Regions from separate parts of the Mus musculus genome. Here regions 2, 3 and 4 are each linked to region 1. Evidence: chromatin contacts called from public HiChIP or PLAC-seq and promoter capture Hi-C data. All regions are on one chromosome and are shown on one strand. Each heading gives the region's core, a stretch centred on a gene start, on an enhancer-like site or on the middle of the called end of the contact. The rest is flanking DNA. Distances are from core to core; before and after follow the strand shown.

Region 1 (4,322 bases), core at 1,212-3,711:
TATGGAAGATTTTAAATTGTGTTTCTTGTATAAATCCTAGGTAGGCTGCTTGCCCTCTTTAAAATGACCTCATAATCTACACTAACCCCCTTCACTGTCTTTATCATGTCATCCTCATGTAAGGAAATCCACAAAAAACTAAAATCTATTCACGTTTTCTATGGCATTGTGAGATGTGGAAGATCACAGCTTTAAAGGACAAATTTGTAGTCTGAAACTCTACCAAGCCTACAAACCAGAGGACCCTACACCATTTCTTTTTATCCACCCTACACCATTTCTTTTTTGGGAGGTGGGGTGGGGGTGGGAAAGGCAGGACTGTACACAATAAAACGTAAGATATATGTAAACAAAGTAAGCTGCAGTCCACACAAAATTTGACATTTTTAAAATATAGTTTTCAAGTTACTTTTTTTCCTTTAGCCTCTCTCCCCCAGCTACACAGAAAAATAAAAGCACTCGTAGCTTATAAACTGAATTTTTAAAGGCCTTGACTTGCTAACCGTTTCTTATTTCCTAACATTTTCCACAGGCCTGTCTGAACTATCACCATAATCAACAATCATATTACATCCTGCCTTCCTGCACTCTTTACCTAATACATCTCACAAGAACTACCAATAGGAAAAAGGGAAATTTTAAATAAGTGGCTGGCTGGCCTGGGACTCGTGACAATCCTCCAACTTCTGCCCTGAGTGCTAGGACTACAGGAGTATGTCACTACAAAACAACACTCAATATATACCTAAATTCTGTCTATCTATACGGGTAAAATTGCATACATATAGGACTATAAGATACAACACAGGCAGGTGACAACTAGATTGTAGCACATTGTAAATACTCTTCCTGTTGCATTTCTTGTCGTTTTTCTGGATATAGAGGTGTGCAAAGGGGCGTACGCTGGAATGCTGTATTCACAGGTAACCCAGTCCCTACTCTTAGCTCCAGTGCTCTCTCATCCCTATTCTTGTTTCTAAAGACAGGGCATTACTGTATGAACTCAGTAGGTACACTAGTCCTACTATGCAGAGATCCCTGTGCCTCTGCCTCCTGAGACTAAAGGAGTATGGTACCATGGTCAGCCACTGTTCCTATTCTTATGCAGGGAAACAAATGAATCTAATCATATTTATACAATGATATCAAATAGCCACTCCAAATGAAACAAAAGTACACCTAATAGTTCACTTATAAATTAAATGTATAGTTTACACATAAAATTATATAACAAGACTTAAAAAATAACAGCTAACATGGTATTTGTCTATGTGCTAGGCACTATTTAAATCCTTATGTTTTATTTACAGTAAATACCCAATCACCTGGTAAGTGAATAGCAAAATACTCACCATGTTTTCTTTTTTGGAATGACTATTTCTTCAATCCCTTATGTAGAAAAAAAAATAAAAATAAACAATTTTCTAACAACACAAAGAAATACAATGTCTTTTCATTTTTAAAAACTTCTATTTCCATAGTTTTAAAAATACCTGTTATATCTGATCCTTCAACCTTTGGGAGGGATTCAGTTCCAGCATAAAATCTGCATTAAAAACAAAACAACAAAAATCCCACTGTTAGCACTGCTCCCTGATGGCCTCAGCTCAGCTCCTACCGCTAGCTCTGCTGACTCAGCTCCACCCGCATGCACACATTCTGAGCCACATTTATAGAGGCATTTAGATGTAGTGTAAACTTGTAACCCAGTTTTATTTATTTTTTTGTATTGGTCCAAAGACATCGTATGAGCTAATTATCCACTCTACAACTGACTTAAAACCACCTCCTATTTCCACCAGGCCACTGCATGAAGGATGTACAAAGAAATTACATAAGTATTTGCAACACCACCAGATGGAAAGAATGGGGTCAGACGTTTTAAGGCTTTCTGCTTTTACTAAAGTCTTAGCTTATTCTTAGCTGAAGGTTCTCATAACGTTCAGTCCATACTGGTAATATTAGCCTGCCCTTTATTTGTGAAAGATCTGTTACTTTGCCCTTTCTTTTTTGCAGGGTTAAAATGAATAAGGGGGGGGGGTGATAAAGAAATTTGTGTAGGGGCTTGTAGCGGCACTCACGGAAATGTAAACTTCACGAGAACAGGGCCCTAGTTTAAAGGGTAATTTTGGCTATACATAGTATTGCAACCAACCAATAAAAATTTTCCGAAAGAATTCCCGAACTCGCAGATCTAAAGATCACTAAATACGACGCTACCTCGTGTTACCCTTGAGAGGGCCGGGCCTCGACCATACAAATGCCTTTGCATCTTACCTACTTTCACGACTCTCAGGGAAATGCAAGACCAAAATGACTCTGGGTCTTCTTACCTGCAACAGACCTTCGGTTCACACACACCCGTCCCCCGAGTGGTCTGCAGCAAGACAAGCCCGCTGCGAAAGGACAGGCGGCGAGCTGCAACCGCCGCCGCCGCCATCTTTGGACTCTTCGCGGAGCACGTCGGGAACGACCTCCGCCTCCAGGGTCGAGGGGCGGGGCTGGCGTGGAACGTCTCATCTCCAAACGGGTGGTCACAAGGTCCTGTTTGGCTAGACTAGCAGCGGAACGCTCAGTACACATCGTTCACCTCGAATAAACTTACTTGAAATGCTGTTCTAAAGTCTCCTGTGTAATTTTGCTTTTAAACTGAAGGAGGGTTTTGAGACAGTTTTCTTCCACTCCTTACCCACCCCGAAAGCAAAAATGAACTCGTCCAAGCCAATTTGCCAAGCCGCGGTTCTCGCACGCAAGCGCAGTGGAAAAACACATGGTGGCTCTGCGCTACAAGACTCAAGTGGCGTTCTCTGCGGCTGACTGGAACTTCTCTCGTAGTGACGGACCTCAAAACTGACTCGGAAGATGCTGGCCTCCAAGCACACACCATGGAGGCGGCTTCAGGGCATTTCCTTCGGAATGTATTCGGCCGAAGAGCTCAAGTAAGGAGTTAGTGGGATGCGTGTAGAACAGGGTTGTGGAAGTTGGAGCTGGGAACTACGATTCCCAGAAGGCTTTGAGCCGAGCCAGTCCGGGGGCGGCGGGGTCGGGGTGGGGGGTGGGGGGCTGGCTGCCTAGTGCTTGCTTGCTGGTAATGGGAAGGAATGCGCTTGCTGCATTTTCATCTGTTCATCTTCCTCATTAATCAACTAGTTTTATGTCATTTATAATCACATTACATCACACGCTTATCAACTTCCTAATTAGTCTCCTCTGGTCCAAGCGATGATGAACTTTTAAATCTTGGATCAAGACCCTGGCTATGAAGTCCTGGGGACTCTTCTCTAATGCTTTTTGATCACGATAGCATACACGCTTCTTAGACTCCCATTAATAACTCAACATGCATTAAAAACTCCCAGCATTGCCGGGCAGTGGTGGCGCACGCCTTTAATCCCAGCACTTGGGAGGCAGAGGCAGGCGAATTTCTGAGTTCGAGGCCAGCCTGGTCTACAGAGTGAGTTCCAGGACAGCCAGGACTACACAGAGAAACCCTGTCTTGAAAAAACAAACAAAACAAAACAAACCCTCCCAGCATTCAGGAGACAGAGGCAGGAGGATCTCTGTGGGTTCGAGGCCAATCTGGTCTTACAGAGTCAGTTCCAGAGCTTCGTGGACACAGAAAACCCGTCTCGAAAAATAAAAAAACAAACAAACAAAAAGGTAGACCACACTGGTAACATCAGCACTACCCCCTCTAGGACACATCTTGCCATTGCAATCTCCATATGTAATCAGTCAGTCTTCATTTCCCTGCCCCTGCCGCATGGTAACCACCTGTCTACTTTCTATTTCAGTTATTCTGACTGTTCAGGCCCCTATTCAAGTAAAAGGAGTCAGTCAGCCCCGACTTCTTGTAACTGGCCAATGCATTTAGCATACTGTCCTCAAAATTATAGATAAATAGATCAGAACTTCCTTCCTTTTTAGGGTTAAGTAAATAGAACATGATATAGATAGATAGATAGATAGATAGATAGATAAATAGATCAGAACTTCCTTCCTTTTTAGGGTTAAGTAAATAGAACATGATATAGATAGATAGATAGATAGATAGATAGATAGATGTGTGTGTGTGTGCGCGCGCGCGTACATGCCGATTCATCAGCTCATCTGCTGATGGACATTTGGGCTATTTCCAATTTTTGGCAATTGTGAATGAGGCTTCTATTAAAGTGTGTACACACCCAGACTCAGAATTCCTGGTTTAGACATTAATGCCATTTTTAACCTTTTGAGGAAGTTAATTCAGTTTTTCATAATTTCAGCACCATCGTATGTTCCCATCAATCATACATAAAGACTCCCTCTTCTCCAAGTCCTTT
Region 2 (4,322 bases), core at 1,183-3,682, 710 kb before region 1:
CTACACTCAACTGATGCCTCTGCTCTCATCATGCCAAAGGTAATGACCTCACCCAAATCAGGTACATATAAATACCACCTGTCAGGGGTGAATGAGGTCTCAGACCGTGTAGATTCCAACATTTGGCTGGATCAGAAGCAGCAAACTGCAGAGGTTCTGGGGAATCTGTGCGATTGAGGTGATAGTGTACACCCCTACTGTAGGCTGGCATAGCTGTTCGTCCTAAGACATCTTCCTGAGCCACTGATGCACTTAACATGAGCTCTTATCAGTTCAAATTCCTCCCCCTCATTCTCACCCACCAGAACTGTAAGGCCTACAGGCGGACACTGCAACCCAGCACGTTTCTGGGTGGAGTGTAGAGCAGCGGCAAGGCAAATGGGCCGGGTATCCAGAGCATTTTGTCATTTTGGCGATTATGATGCAAGTGGGAGGGAACTGGCCAAGAACAGAGAGGACTCCATGCGAGATCTGTCTCTGTGGGCTTAGCACAGGCTGGGGATGGCAGAGCAGGGTTACAGAGAGAAAAGAGAGAAGAGAGAGGTGGGCTCTCAGGGCTGGAGCAACAGTTTCCATCCCTTTCACGCCTATTCCCACTGGCCTCTCAACCAAGCTGCAGGCACACATTCGTACTTCCCCTCAAGTCCCCTTGCCTCAGAGCTCATGTGATTCACTGATTACAGGACCAGCTTGCTGATCTCACTACTCTGTATCTCCTACTACTTCTGCACCACAAGAGCCGTGGCCGCGTTATCTTTTGGAGGTTTCTCTTTGCTGAACCATCACTGATTGAGCTCATTTCATGTGCTCTCCATCAAGACTCCCAAGGAAGGAGCACAATGAGGAAGAATGCAGAGAAGCCAGCCCAGCTGAATGGAGGAGACAGAATGGGGGTAGGCCCACTAGCTGGGAGGAGTTACAGGGAGGCAGACAGCTGGAGGACAGGAAAAGTGTAGAAGAGACACAAATTCAAACATAGAGGAAGAAATACCCCGACACCTTCAGCTGGCCTATGCCTGTGACCTCTAGGGAAAGGTGGGTGATGAGGCTGGGTTTGGCAAGCCTAACAGCCTCACTAGAAGCTTAGACAATGGCAGTCATTTTGCAAGACAAAAATGAAAGCAAAGTGCAAGCTCTATTTTGAGCAGTCATCACAGTCAGGACAGTAGACACAGACCTTCCACGCTATCCGGGGCCTGTCACTGCTAGAGCAATAGGGACCATGGGTTCAAAACTGAGGCATGGCATACCCCAGCCTCAGATTTATAAGTCTATGTAGCCTCGGGGCAGAAAAGACTAGAGGATGGAGGGCCGATGGCTGTGAGTAATGAGGCTGATGCTAAAGTCTAAACAGAAGAGAAATAGGCTGTGAAGTGGCACTTGCTGAGAACTGCCTAGGATGCTGGAATGGGGAGATGAAGATGCTCTGGGTGACAATTCCCCCATGACAAACAAGAACATCAGAGATCTTTGGAAGCATCCTTAGGCCTCTTCCCCAAGGCCACTTCTAGTCAGGCTGAATGCCCGTGTACCATCTTAGTGCCCTGTTCTTAGTTGTGAGGCAGGGATGGGACAAAGTCAGCAGGTAATGCCATCTTTCTTGGCTGGACTTGTCTCTAGCAGATAAAATAATCTAAGTTTTCAGACTGCTGCTTTAGTTAAAGAGCTTACACCTGCTGACAGTAGATGCCTTCAAAGGGGAGGCTTGTCTGGACTAAGGCTTGCCTGGACTGAGACTTGCCTGGATTGAGGCTTGCTTGGAATCATTGAAGAAGAATTCTCAAAATACAAAACAGCTTTAAGGACTGATAAAATGTATGTAAAATTATGTTTGTATAATAATAAAAAATGAGAAATAAACATAAGGTTATATGAAAAAGGTTTTGAGTTCAAAGGTATTTCTCCCCATGTAATGCGCGCGCACACACACACACACACACACACACACACACACACACGTATGTGTGTTTATGTATGTACATATGGATATGTAGTGACATGTATATAAATATATGCATACATACAAGTGTACACATGTACAAACACATACATATGTGCACTTAGGTATATATGCATATGTGCATTGCTGGAGATGTGATTCACATGTTTCTAAATTATTTCTAAATGTATGTATGTTGCACATACATACATTTGTCAACATACATTTCAACCATGCACACTTATTTCATGAGTAGGGTTAAGTCACCATAAAGGCAACATTTACAGAGAGCTTTGCCCTTGGTTGGACTCACTAATGTTTGCTGAATTAGAACAAACCTCTGCCTTGCCCACTCTGATTTTTATCGTTGACCATTGCTCTCAGGAGTTAATGTTTGAGCCTGGCCATAAATAAATCGACAATCACTGACCTATGGCCTATATCTGAGGAGGAAGAATCCCCTTATAAAATAGGCAACAGTGGGTGACCTGGCAGGCAGAGCTGTTGTGGTCAGCTGTGGAAAGGAAGCCTCGTTGCCACCATGAACTTCTCCGGCAAGTACCAATTGCAGAGCCAGGAGAACTTTGAGCCATTCATGAAGGCAATAGGTGAGTGGTGATTATGACAGCAACGAGGGGCTAGCCCTACTATCAACAGATAGTCCAGGTCTGGTGTTGAGGTGGAAGGAGGGGTCCAGGCTATACCGAATTGAGGAGTTCTCCAGTGACTCTCCTGCTCTCTTGTTACTTTTACTGCTCCCCACTGGACAAAGCTACTCCAGGGAAGTGGAAACAACCCTACATTGGAAGATGAACTGGTTCGAAGTGTGTGTCTCATGGCACTTTATTCTAAGACCTTGTTCCTTCACTCACTTTCTAGCAAACATTGATTCAAGGCCAACCATACGCCAACCCCATGCTTGTACATATACCAGAGAGACAGAGTGTGATAGGCTACAATCCTGACCAATGTTCAGAGACAAAGCTACAATCTTGACCAGTTATTTGGAGATAAATGGAATGAAGTGTCTCCTAATATGTATGACTCTATACCAGGCATTGCCATGCAATGCCCACAGTAAATACTCACCATAAAACTGAGCTGTTTTCCCATTTTACAGTTGAGGCGACTGGGGTAGGTGAGGTAGCTGTGATGAGGCTCACAGTTTAGAGAGTGTTTGTGTTGGAGTTAGAAGCAGGTGCTGGGTCCCAGAGACCCTATTTAAACACCCTATGTCTCCCAGGGTACTCAGGTACGGGGGAGACTGTGATGATGAAAGCTGAGCCTGGAACCAGGGAGAGAAGAGTATATAACAGGAAGAAAGAGGCCTGTGGGCAGAGGGGGAAGTGGAACAAAGGGGGTTACCAACATGGAAAAGATGAGGAACAGCAAGAGTGGGGAAAGGACTCTCGGGTCATCCTAGGACTCAGAGCTTCTTTTGCAGACAAGTCAAAGATCATGAATGTGAGGATCCCTTAGTTTTGCAAGGGACCCTCCACTGTCACTGTGAACTCCCCGGTTCTTGTGAACTCCTGTTCATGTAAAAGCACAGATTTGTTCTGAAATCTGAAAAGCCCTATTCTAGGGTAAAGGATTTTTGTACATTACCCCCAAGAGCCTTGACTCCAGAGGCCACAGCAAGTTTGCCAGGCATGGTCCTACTTTGTGCATGGCCTAATTATCTGTAGCTCCCATATCACTTCAAAGGTAATTGGATTTGGAAGCTAAACATTCTGGAGGATGAAGTGTTCCCACTCTAAGAGCCAGGCCACTAAAGAAGGAGGGATCTGTGGGGGGTGGAGGGGAGGATGAGTAAGAAGCAGGGAGCCACAGAGGGAAGGGTCTTTACAACAAATGAATCGCTGGGCTGAGAATGTGGCTCGGTTGGTAGAGTGTTTGCCTAGCATGCATGAAGCCCTGGGTTCAATCCCTTGCACCATATAAGCCAGGTACAATGGCACATGACTGCGATTTTAGCACTAAGGATGTGGAAGCAGGAGGATCAGACACTCAAGGTCATCCTCCACCATAGAGTGAGTTAAGGCTAACCTAGGCTGCAAGAGACCCTGTCTCAAAAAATAATAGTACTAACTGGCAAAGTACTAGCAGACTACCGACTTTCCGCATCAGAAGGCAAAGACCTAACTGCTCACAGGACTACTGTATGGAAATGTGTGGGGTCTCTGTTCTCCCAGTTTTTAACTTTACATGGTCTCTACCAGGTCTGCCCGAGGACCTCATCCAGAAAGGGAAGGACATCAAGGGGGTGTCAGAAATCGTGCATGAAGGGAAGAAAATCAAACTCACCATCACCTATGGACCCAAAGTGGTCCGCAATGAGTTCACCCTGGGGGAGGAGTGCGAACTGGAGACCATGACTGGG
Region 3 (4,322 bases), core at 496-2,995, 690 kb after region 1:
GCAGGTGAAATGGCTCAGTGGGTCGAGGTGCTTGCCAGCAAACTTGATGACCTAAGTTCAGTCCCTAGAGGGACCTAGAAGACTGGTAGAAATAAAGAAGCAATTGTCTTCTGACCTCCACACACGCACCATGGCACACACCGCTCTGCTCACCCAGATAAAAACCAAAAAAAAAAAAAAAAAAAAACACACACACACACAAGGGGCTGGGAAGATGACTCAGTGGGCAGGAGGGCTTGCTTCAGGGTAAAAACCTGAGTTTGGCTCCCTAGCACTCTGGTCGATGGAATTAAAAGGATTGCTGGTTGCTGGGCCTAGTTCCACATTCAGTCAGAGAAGCAATTCTACCAACTTCAAAGGTAGAAGGCACAGAGTGACAGAACAGGCAATTTACAGTCCCCCTGATCTTTCTGTTCCTATATGGGCATGCATGCTCACACCCACACACCAGAGAGTCAGTGTGGAAAGGCTGGGACTGTAACCTAGTGGCAGCAAAGGAGGCTCAACCCCTGATATCGAGGGGGAAAATGAGAGTGGATGGTTCTCACACAACTGACAGTCATACTTCACAGACTCAGAGGACTAAGTCAGTGGGGAGGCCCTCCACGGAGCCAGTCCTCCACTAGGGGACTATGATTTACATTCCCCAAGGACTGACTGCCAGTAACAAACAGCTTTTGGGCTCGACGCCTGGCTGCCTGTGATCTAGAGAGGATGGTGGTAACGTCCTCCCTGAAACACCCCAGGAACTAGCTCCCCCCCCCCCTCCCCAGAACCTCAGCATCTACCTCTCTTTTCCTTTCCTTCCATCTCGGCCTAAATGACAGCATAAGATACACACACATCAGATAACCTGGCAGGGTCACAGGTAGGACTGACAAAGTCTCGGGAAGGCTCTCCTGTTACTGTGGGGAAAACGAACCAAGTAGCATAGAAGCATGACCTGCTTTACATACCGGACTGGAGCACCGCTGGGGCCTAAAACAAGGACAAAACACTCAAAGTTACGAAGTCATTCCTCCTGATAGTGGGTACCTGAGGAAATGGGCCTCCTATACAAACAAATCCCTCTTAAGTCAAGTACGTATTTCAGACCTACTTTCCTCAAAGGGCAACATTAAGATGGTAGGATATCTAGACTGTCTGCTGGAGCTTAAACTCTCTGAAAAGCTGATTTAGAAGCTGGTGCGTCCTTAAATGCAAATAAACACACAGGATGATCCTTGACTTAGTCTTTCTTGAGGCTTGTCCTAGGTGGCTTGCACTTTGAGAGCCTGATAGAGTAGTTACGATTAGGGGAATCCACCTAGGGATAACGTCGGTGTGAGGCTGCCAGTCCTGGGCTGACACAGGTTTAGGAGAGCTCCTGTGCAGGTCTCAACAAGGTCTCAACTCAGATACCCAGACAGAGGCTGTGTGGGCACAGAAACTTTGTCACTGCTTGGAAGAGGAGAGGGGAGGAAAGCAATGAACTGCCTCCGAGGTTCCAGCGAATCCAACACGGAAAAGGCACCAGAACCCAGGTCTTCTCTGCCTCCCAGACAGGATCTCTCTCAGACCTGCAACTTTCATCCTTGTTGTGGTCCCGCGGTGACCATTTCCACCAGACATCGTCCTCCTCACCCTCACCTCCCTCACCAGACCCCTTGCTCACCGGACGCGTCCCCAGCGTTCCGGTAAGGGGGGGATCCCACATCCCCCTTTTCGCGCAGCCGTGCAGTGTCGCCTGTCTCGCGCTAGAACTACATTTCCCATTAGGCAATTGAACTCCTGCTCTGCAAAGATCATACGGAGGTCCATAATGGACAATCTTCATCAGTTTTGAGCAGGCGTGAGTCAAAATGCTTCGGCTCCTCCAAGTCTGGTATTACTCCAAGGACGAACTAGAGGGGCGGGGCCTCAGCTATAAAAGCCGAGCTCAGCGGGGAAAGGACGCGGTCTTCCGAGCCCTGGCAGCAACATGTGGATCACTGCTCTGCTGCTGGCCGTGCTGCTGCTGGTGATCCTCCACAGGGTCTACGTGGGCCTTTACGCTGCAAGTTCCCCGAACCCCTTCGCCGAGGATGTCAAGCGACCGCCTGAACCCCTGGTGACCGACAAGGAGGCTAGGAAGAAAGTTCTCAAACAAGGTCAACTGATGGGTTTCAGGCCTGCTCTCGGGCCTTCTGCTCATGTCTCCCCATTAGTAAAGTGCTGGGAAAACTTCTCTTGCACACAGAGGTTCCATAATTTAGTGTTCTTTGCTTCTGAAAGGGTGCAGGCATTACCCTTGGCACGCCAAATTCCAGCCCCGCCAGTTGGAATCTTTTCAGCTCACGGCTTACACAGAATAAGAGACCTTTCCCCTACTTGGGTCTGGAGCCAACTTTTCCCTATACTTCTGTGCATGCTCGGGGGCACAGGGAAGCAGCACTGAAAGTTTTCCTAACAAGCGGGTTGCAGGCAAAATGTAGTCCAGTTCATAGAACTGAAGCTTGATAATAACTTCGGAATTTCAGTACTGGCTAGGGATAAGAACTCCACTCTCCAGTGAACCATCTCTAAAGCACGTGTAGAGTGCTCCCAAGGTTTGTGTTTTTGAGACTGGTCTCACTTTTGTACTGGAGTTGGCTTTGAACTCTCTTCGCAGCCCAGGCTCAAACCCGGAGCAGCCCTCTTCTTCTGTCCCCAGCATGATGAGATAGATTACAAGCATGCACCAGCATGTCTGCCTTTCAACGTTTTACGGAAGTGTTGGAGCTGGGCATAGTGGTGCAACAATTTAATTCCAGTTTGGACTACACAATGAGACCCTGTCTAAATGCACACATCAAACCCCAAAACAACCAAAACCCCCAAATGCAAAACTTTCAAAAAACAAACAAGGATCACCTCTTTGACCTCCAGGAGCCTCTGACTTGTAAATTTTAGCCAAGCCTAGGCTAGCCTTAACTGCACTATTTTTTGGGGACTGACTTTGAACTCCTGATCCTTGTGCCTCTACTTCCTAAGAGGCACCACACCCAGTTATTTTATTATTGTTATTGTTTGTGGATTGGGGGAGAGGCAGGTCTCATACTTGTAGCCCAGGCTAGCTTATAACTTGCTATACAGGACAAGTGTGTCTCAAATTCACAGTGATTCTCCAACCACCATCAGCAAGAGATTACAAATGGTGGGATTACAGATGTGAGCCACCATGGCTTGGATGGAGATTTTTTTTTTATTTTATTTTTTTTAGTTTTTAGTTGTTTGAGACAGTGTTTCTCTCTATAGTTCTAGATGTCCTGGAACTTGCTATTGCTATATAGACCAGGCTGGCCTTGAACTCACTGAGATCCTCCCACCTCAGCCTCCTGAGTGCTGAGACTAAAGCTGTGAACACTTGGCCTTGGGCAATGATGTTTAATGAGCAGATTTACTGGACATAGTGGCACATTCCTGTGATCCCAGCGCTGGGGAGGAAAAGACAGGTGGATCTCTACATAGGGAGTTCCAGCCCAGTTAGGGCTACATGTGTAGTGAAACCGTGTGTCTTAAAAAACACGAATCAATAAAATCAAAGAAAGTAAGTAAATAAAGGAGGAAAGGAAGTAAAAGACTGGGAGAAAACAACAAATCCCAGGTCTTGTGTTGACCGTGCATTCCAGTTTGGTTCTGTGAGGTTCCCGGCACACCAACCTTCCTCCTTTTCTGAGGCTGGTGCTGTGACCTCTCAGAGTAGCAGCCTCTGAGCAGCTCTGCCTGCTCCACCTCCGTTGGCACTCAGAGACCTTGCTTCTTCCAAAGAAACCCAGTTCCCTGAACCACCAGCGTCCCCAGCCCCCACCCTGAGCCTTATTGCCTTTTCTTTCCTCGCTTGCATTCACAGAACTGACGTTACAGCCCTGTGCAGTTGCCATCTTTCTGGTTTTGTTCTACAGTAGCTAGCTGAGTCAGTCCTACTTCCTTTGAAAGGTATCAAATCCCTCAAGTACACTGTAGGGGTTAAGACTCATCACTGCTTAACCTGCCTGTCTGGTCCGAGGTATTCCCTGGTAGAATGTTTTGAGACATCTTAGTCAAGAGTAAATAAACTACCTTAAAAGAAAGGTCTGCCTTCCCTCTTGTTTTGAGACTGGGTCTAACGAGCCCAGGCTGGCCTCCTGTGGGATGATCTTGGCCTCCTAATGCACCTTTCAAGTGCTCCCATCACAGGAGTACACCACCATGCCCAGCAGCCGTAGAGACTTCTTACCGAGTACACGTTAGAGAAGGACCCCGGCTTCTTTGACTTGACTTTCCTGCCCTCGTCTGAGAAGCTCACCCTTCTCCTCCCTTCTACAGCTTTCTCAGTCAGCCGA
Region 4 (4,322 bases), core at 971-3,470, 640 kb after region 1:
TCAGTCTGCTTTCTTTTAACATCCAGGACCACCTTGCTCAAGGATGGCACTGCCCACAGTAAGCTGGGCCCTCCCATGTTGCTCAGTAATCAAGGTGATGACCCACAGACGTGCCTATAGGCCAGTCCTACAGAGACATTTTCTCAATTAGAAAACCCTCTTCCCAGATATGTCTAGATTTGTGTCAGGTTGACAAAACTCAATAGTGTAGTGTAATTTATCTGTATATTCAAATGTGAGTGCAGTGCTCTCTGTGGCCAGAAGAGGGAGTCAGACCCTTAGAGTTGGAGTTGCAGGCCATTGTGAGGTGCCAGATGTGGCTTCTGGGCACCAGACTCCAGTCTTCTGGAAGAGCAGCAGTTGTTCTTGACCTCTGAGCTGTATCTACCATTTCAGGGGACATCTTTCAGGAACCATTTTGTCCTTTTATTATAGGTTCTGAGGATCGAACTGTGGCCATCATTGCAGAGCAAGCATTTTTACTCACTGAACCGTCCCAGTGACTGCATTTAATGTTGAGAAAACAGTTAATTCTCTCTCTCATGGTATTTTAGCACACAGAACACATTTATCTAGAAGGCATGGGGGTGTACACTGTAATCCCAGTCCTCAGATGGAGGCAGGAGGATCACACATTTGAGGCTAGCTTGAGTTATGTCTTCAGGCTCAGTCTCAAATGAGCAAGCAAATACCAACTCCCCATATCCACTCTGTGCTCTGTTTTCTCCAGGCTTTCCCCTAGCAGCCTCCGAGATAGGTTAGGCTGGTCTGATGGTTGGATAATTAGCAAGCTTGCTTCGGTGCTACCTGGGCCAGGGCCATGACTCTGAACACTAAACTCTATGGCTTAGTGGACTTATGGATCTGACTGTTGACTAACATTCTTCCAGGATGGGCCTGTCAGGGTCCCTGGACATTGAGTCACCCAACTGTAGCTGCTCCTTAGGTGCAAATATTCCTGAACCTCTCAACCTGTGAGTCATGAATCATTTGGCAAAGTTTTATCTCTAAAGTATTTACATTACGAGTTATAACAGTAGCAAATGACAGTTATGAAGTAGAAGGAAGATAATGTTATGGTTGGGGGGGTCACCACAACATGAGGAACTGTATTGCGGGGTCACACATTAGGGAGGTTGAGAACTGCTGACCTAGGGATTAGGAGGGAATAAGAGCCTCCTTGACTGAGCGTCCTGTTTTCTATGTGACTTCGGGCTGTGCCCCAGGGTAAGGCTTTCCTGGGGCCAGCAAGTTAGATCAGACTGATTCTATATTATGGTCCTGTGACTGTGCGAAGGGAGCGGCTGTTGCTTTGGGTTGAGCTTGAAACCATATGCCCTCTGTCCTGGAACTCAAGAGATCCACCTGCCTCTGCCTCCCGAGTGCTGGGATTAAAGGCAAGAGCCACCATGCCTAGCTAAGGGGCATAGAGAGACTTCATGTTTCAAGACACCTTGTGTGGTGCCTCATTACATGTAAATCACTAGTGTTCAGGAAGCAGAGGCAGGATTCTCATAGCATTGAAGCCAATCTGGGCTACAGATTTAGTTTCATAGCAGCCTGGGTGCCAAAGTGAGACGCTGTCTCAGTAAAACAACCAAACAACAGTTGGTCACGATGGTGCACTTTTGTGATCCCAGCATCCGGGAATCAGAAGGGTCAAGTGTTCAAGACCAGTTTGAGCTGCCTTTAGAGGCTAGCCTGACTACATGAGAGCTTGTCTCGAAAACAAAACACCAAAATGAACACACATACACACACACACACACACACACACAGAGAGAGAATGTGTCAGGGCCTCAAACACTCTCTTGGAACTTTGCTTCAAAAACAGACTGGTTTACAGAGAGATTTCCAGGACAGCCAAGGCTACACAGAGAAACCCCGTCTTGAAAAACCAAAAGGAGAAAGAGGAGAAGGAAGGAGGAAGGAGAGGAAGAGGGAGGAGGGGAAGGGGAATGGAGGAGGAGGAAGAGGAGGAGGGAGAAGGAGTAGGTCATCATCACATGTACTCAGGGCAATGAGACAACTAGTCAGGGGGAGGAGGAAAAAGTAGTGTAGGGCCAGTGACCCAACCCAGGAAAAGTGACTAACCAGCCACAGCAGGGCCTGAGCAGACTCAGGCCTCTGCCGGGGCTAGTGAGTGGAATGGGACTTTCCTTGCTGGTCTGACTCTTTAAATTGTTCAGAATCTGCCTTGCCCGAGGCCGCTGTGATGAGACCTAGTCAGGCTTTAACCTCCCAGTGACCATGTCTGAGAAATAGCAGCCTTCCATCCGCATGGCCCAGCCTTGGAGCTGGCTTTCCTGAGCCCTTAGACTTCTGAGTACTGAGCCTCCCCATGGGTGGGGCAGGTGGGTGGGGCAGCCCAGTGGCGAAGAGGGAAGTTAGAAGCTAGCTATCGAGGGGCAAGCTGAGACGAGTTTGAGAAGAAAAGGCCCGTGGAGAGGTAAAACTGGGAAGGGCTCTGTAGAGAAGGGACTAGGACTCTCATGAGTGGGTAGGTGAGGGCTGGCTGCTAGGGTCCGGGAACAGGTGGGAACGGTGTCCCCAGGCGTAAGTCAGCTCAGGTCATTAGCTGTAGTTTTGCAGCTGCAGAGTCTTGAGTGGGTGTGGGTGGGATGTGTTCTAGCTGCTGGGGAGGAGCTGAAGGGTCTGGGCTCATCCTGGTCTGTAGGAGGTGGTGTCAGACCTGAGAGATCCCCAGAAGCCATCAACCTGTCGGGAGGTGAATTCAGATCTGGTGGTGTCTGTCCCCAAGATAGCACTATCCTGGGCCCAGACAACTGGAAGGAAGGGAACTGAGAAGGAACAAGGTAGGTTCAGCTACTTGAGGGACAGTCAGCCAGCCCCCAGTTAGAGGGTTGGCTGGGGACCAGTGTGGAGAGAGATGAAGGTAGAATCTGGGGGTGTGGGGAGCGGGATCTGCTTTGGCCTGTCCTGGGGGTTCAGAGCCACTGCTGTTCCCACTTCTAAGAGACATTGGCCACAGTCAGAAAGTCCTGGGCTTCTTGAATTGGCCCTCTATTTCCTCCCTAGGGCCGCTATTTCAGCTCACACTAACGGGGCGGATATGGTCTTTGAGGGGAAGTGACCTGTTGTGAGTCAGGGTCCAAGAGGGCAAAAATAGCCCCAGTTTTCCTCAGTACTGGGCCACTGATGCACATTGATAGGATCAAGCATTTTGTTGGAGGTAGGAGTGGACTCCACTTCTAAGCCCCCAGTGTGTCCTTAAAAGGTATTCTAGCCAGAGTTAGCCAGCAGGGCACACATCCTCCCCCCCACTGCTCACGACAGTCAGATGGGCCTCGTTGCCCTCTGGCTTTCTGCTTCAAGGCTGCTCCAGGCCTTGCCTGGATGTCGAGATCCTAAGCAATCCCGTTGGTTTTCATCTAGTCCAGTCATTGGATCTCAGCAAGTTAGGACAATCAGACACTTTTCCGGGCACAGTCAGGTGTGTCCAAAGGTCCATAGGCAAACTCAGCTTCCTGCTCCAAAGGTGCTTTCATGTCTCGGGGAGAAAGCCAGCCCCTAAAACTCATCACATTGTGGCACAATGGGGGAAAACGGAGTCCTCAGCAGAGGTGGCCAGCTGTGATGTAGCTCAGTGGTAGAGCATTTTCCAGCTGTGCCCTGTGGCCCTGGGTCTGGTTCCCGGCATGCTTCCCGTTCCCAGTGAAAGACACAGAGGCTGCCTGTGAGGTGGTGAGTTTCCCACCACCAGAAGCATTCAAGAGGAGGATGGCGAAGTGAGCCACAGAAGAGGGCTCGTTCGTGTGCGCTAAGGACTATCTAAGCACTAAAGCCTCTTCTAATGCCGGTCTGTGATTATGTGACGGTCTGATGGGGAGGAAGTTGGTCTGTGGTTTCTTTGGGTATGATGGCTCCCCACTTCCTGAACCTTCTAGGTAGGCCATAAGGCATGGACTACTCCTCATGCTGAGCCCCCCCCCCCCAACAGATCTTGAAGGAATGGAAGTGAATAATAGACTCTGTCATGAATGCTTGTGATAGGGTAGCAGGTGTGCCTTGCTGTTGTTAGCACAAGAAGGTGGCCAGATGTGCTCTAAACCTGCAAGCAGAGGATGATGTGACAATGGGGCTGGGAAAACTCCCACAGGAGCTAAGCCTACCGAGCGGTCGTTTATCCCACAGACAGCTAGGGTTGACGTGTGCCCACAGGGATGGAGGGGCTGTGACACGTACATTGTGGGAGCTTGAGGAGCGGTAGGAACAGGTCACAGGGCTGAAACGAGGAGACAGGAATGGAAGACCCTTCCCCAGGAAAGCCTGACCAGAGCAGGACCTCGAGCTGACGGGAG

The links. Promoter capture Hi-C pulls out the DNA fragments that hold promoters and counts their contacts. HiChIP or PLAC-seq counts read pairs in DNA pulled down with a chosen protein or histone mark.
Region 2: a promoter capture Hi-C map of liver shows a contact between it and region 1, with 2.1 times the contacts expected there. The contact joins the promoter of Fabp1 here to the promoter of Ptcd3 in region 1.
Region 3: a contact with region 1 is called in a promoter capture Hi-C map of liver, with 4 times the contacts expected there. The contact joins the promoter of Elmod3 here to the promoter of Ptcd3 in region 1. A contact is called at or near these places in 9 of 39 promoter capture datasets (erythroid cells, frontonasal cranial neural crest, hematopoietic stem and progenitor cells and 5 more), 3 of 484 Hi-C or Micro-C datasets (B cells, CD4 T cells and uterus) and 1 of 9 other capture datasets (liver).
Region 4: a contact with region 1 is called in an H3K27ac HiChIP or PLAC-seq map of trophoblast stem cells, with 10 read pairs. The contact joins the promoter of Capg here to the promoter of Ptcd3 in region 1. A contact is called at or near these places in 1 of 39 promoter capture datasets (pre-B cells), 1 of 484 Hi-C or Micro-C datasets (muscle stem cells), 2 of 115 datasets of contacts at active chromatin or transcription factors (memory CD8 T cells and trophoblast stem cells) and 1 of 9 other capture datasets (adipose tissue).

The regions. Positions count from the first base shown.
Region 1 is chr6:71,906,301-71,910,622 of GRCm38.p6, forward strand. Ptcd3 (pentatricopeptide repeat domain 3) reads right to left here and starts at 2,462. Exons shown (of 24, transcript NM_027275.3): 1 at 2,334-2,462; 2 at 1,494-1,546; 3 at 1,353-1,389. The coding sequence starts at 2,440. Polr1a (polymerase (RNA) I polypeptide A) reads left to right here and starts at 2,753. Exons shown (of 34, transcript NM_009088.3): 1 at 2,753-2,939. The coding sequence starts at 2,863.
Region 2 is chr6:71,197,447-71,201,768 of GRCm38.p6, forward strand. It overlaps Fabp1 (fatty acid binding protein 1, liver), which reads left to right and starts at 2,433. Exons shown (of 4, transcript NM_017399.5): 1 at 2,433-2,547; 2 at 4,162-4,322. The coding sequence starts at 2,481.
Region 3 is chr6:72,596,668-72,600,989 of GRCm38.p6, forward strand. It overlaps Elmod3 (ELMO/CED-12 domain containing 3), which reads right to left and starts at 1,746. Exons shown (of 12, transcript NM_001253692.1): 1 at 1,655-1,746. Retsat (retinol saturase (all trans retinol 13,14 reductase)) reads left to right here and starts at 1,935. Exons shown (of 11, transcript NM_026159.5): 1 at 1,935-2,129; 2 at 4,306-4,322. The coding sequence starts at 1,961.
Region 4 is chr6:72,547,053-72,551,374 of GRCm38.p6, forward strand. It overlaps Capg (capping protein (actin filament), gelsolin-like), which reads left to right and starts at 2,221. Exons shown (of 10, transcript NM_001042534.3): 1 at 2,221-2,449.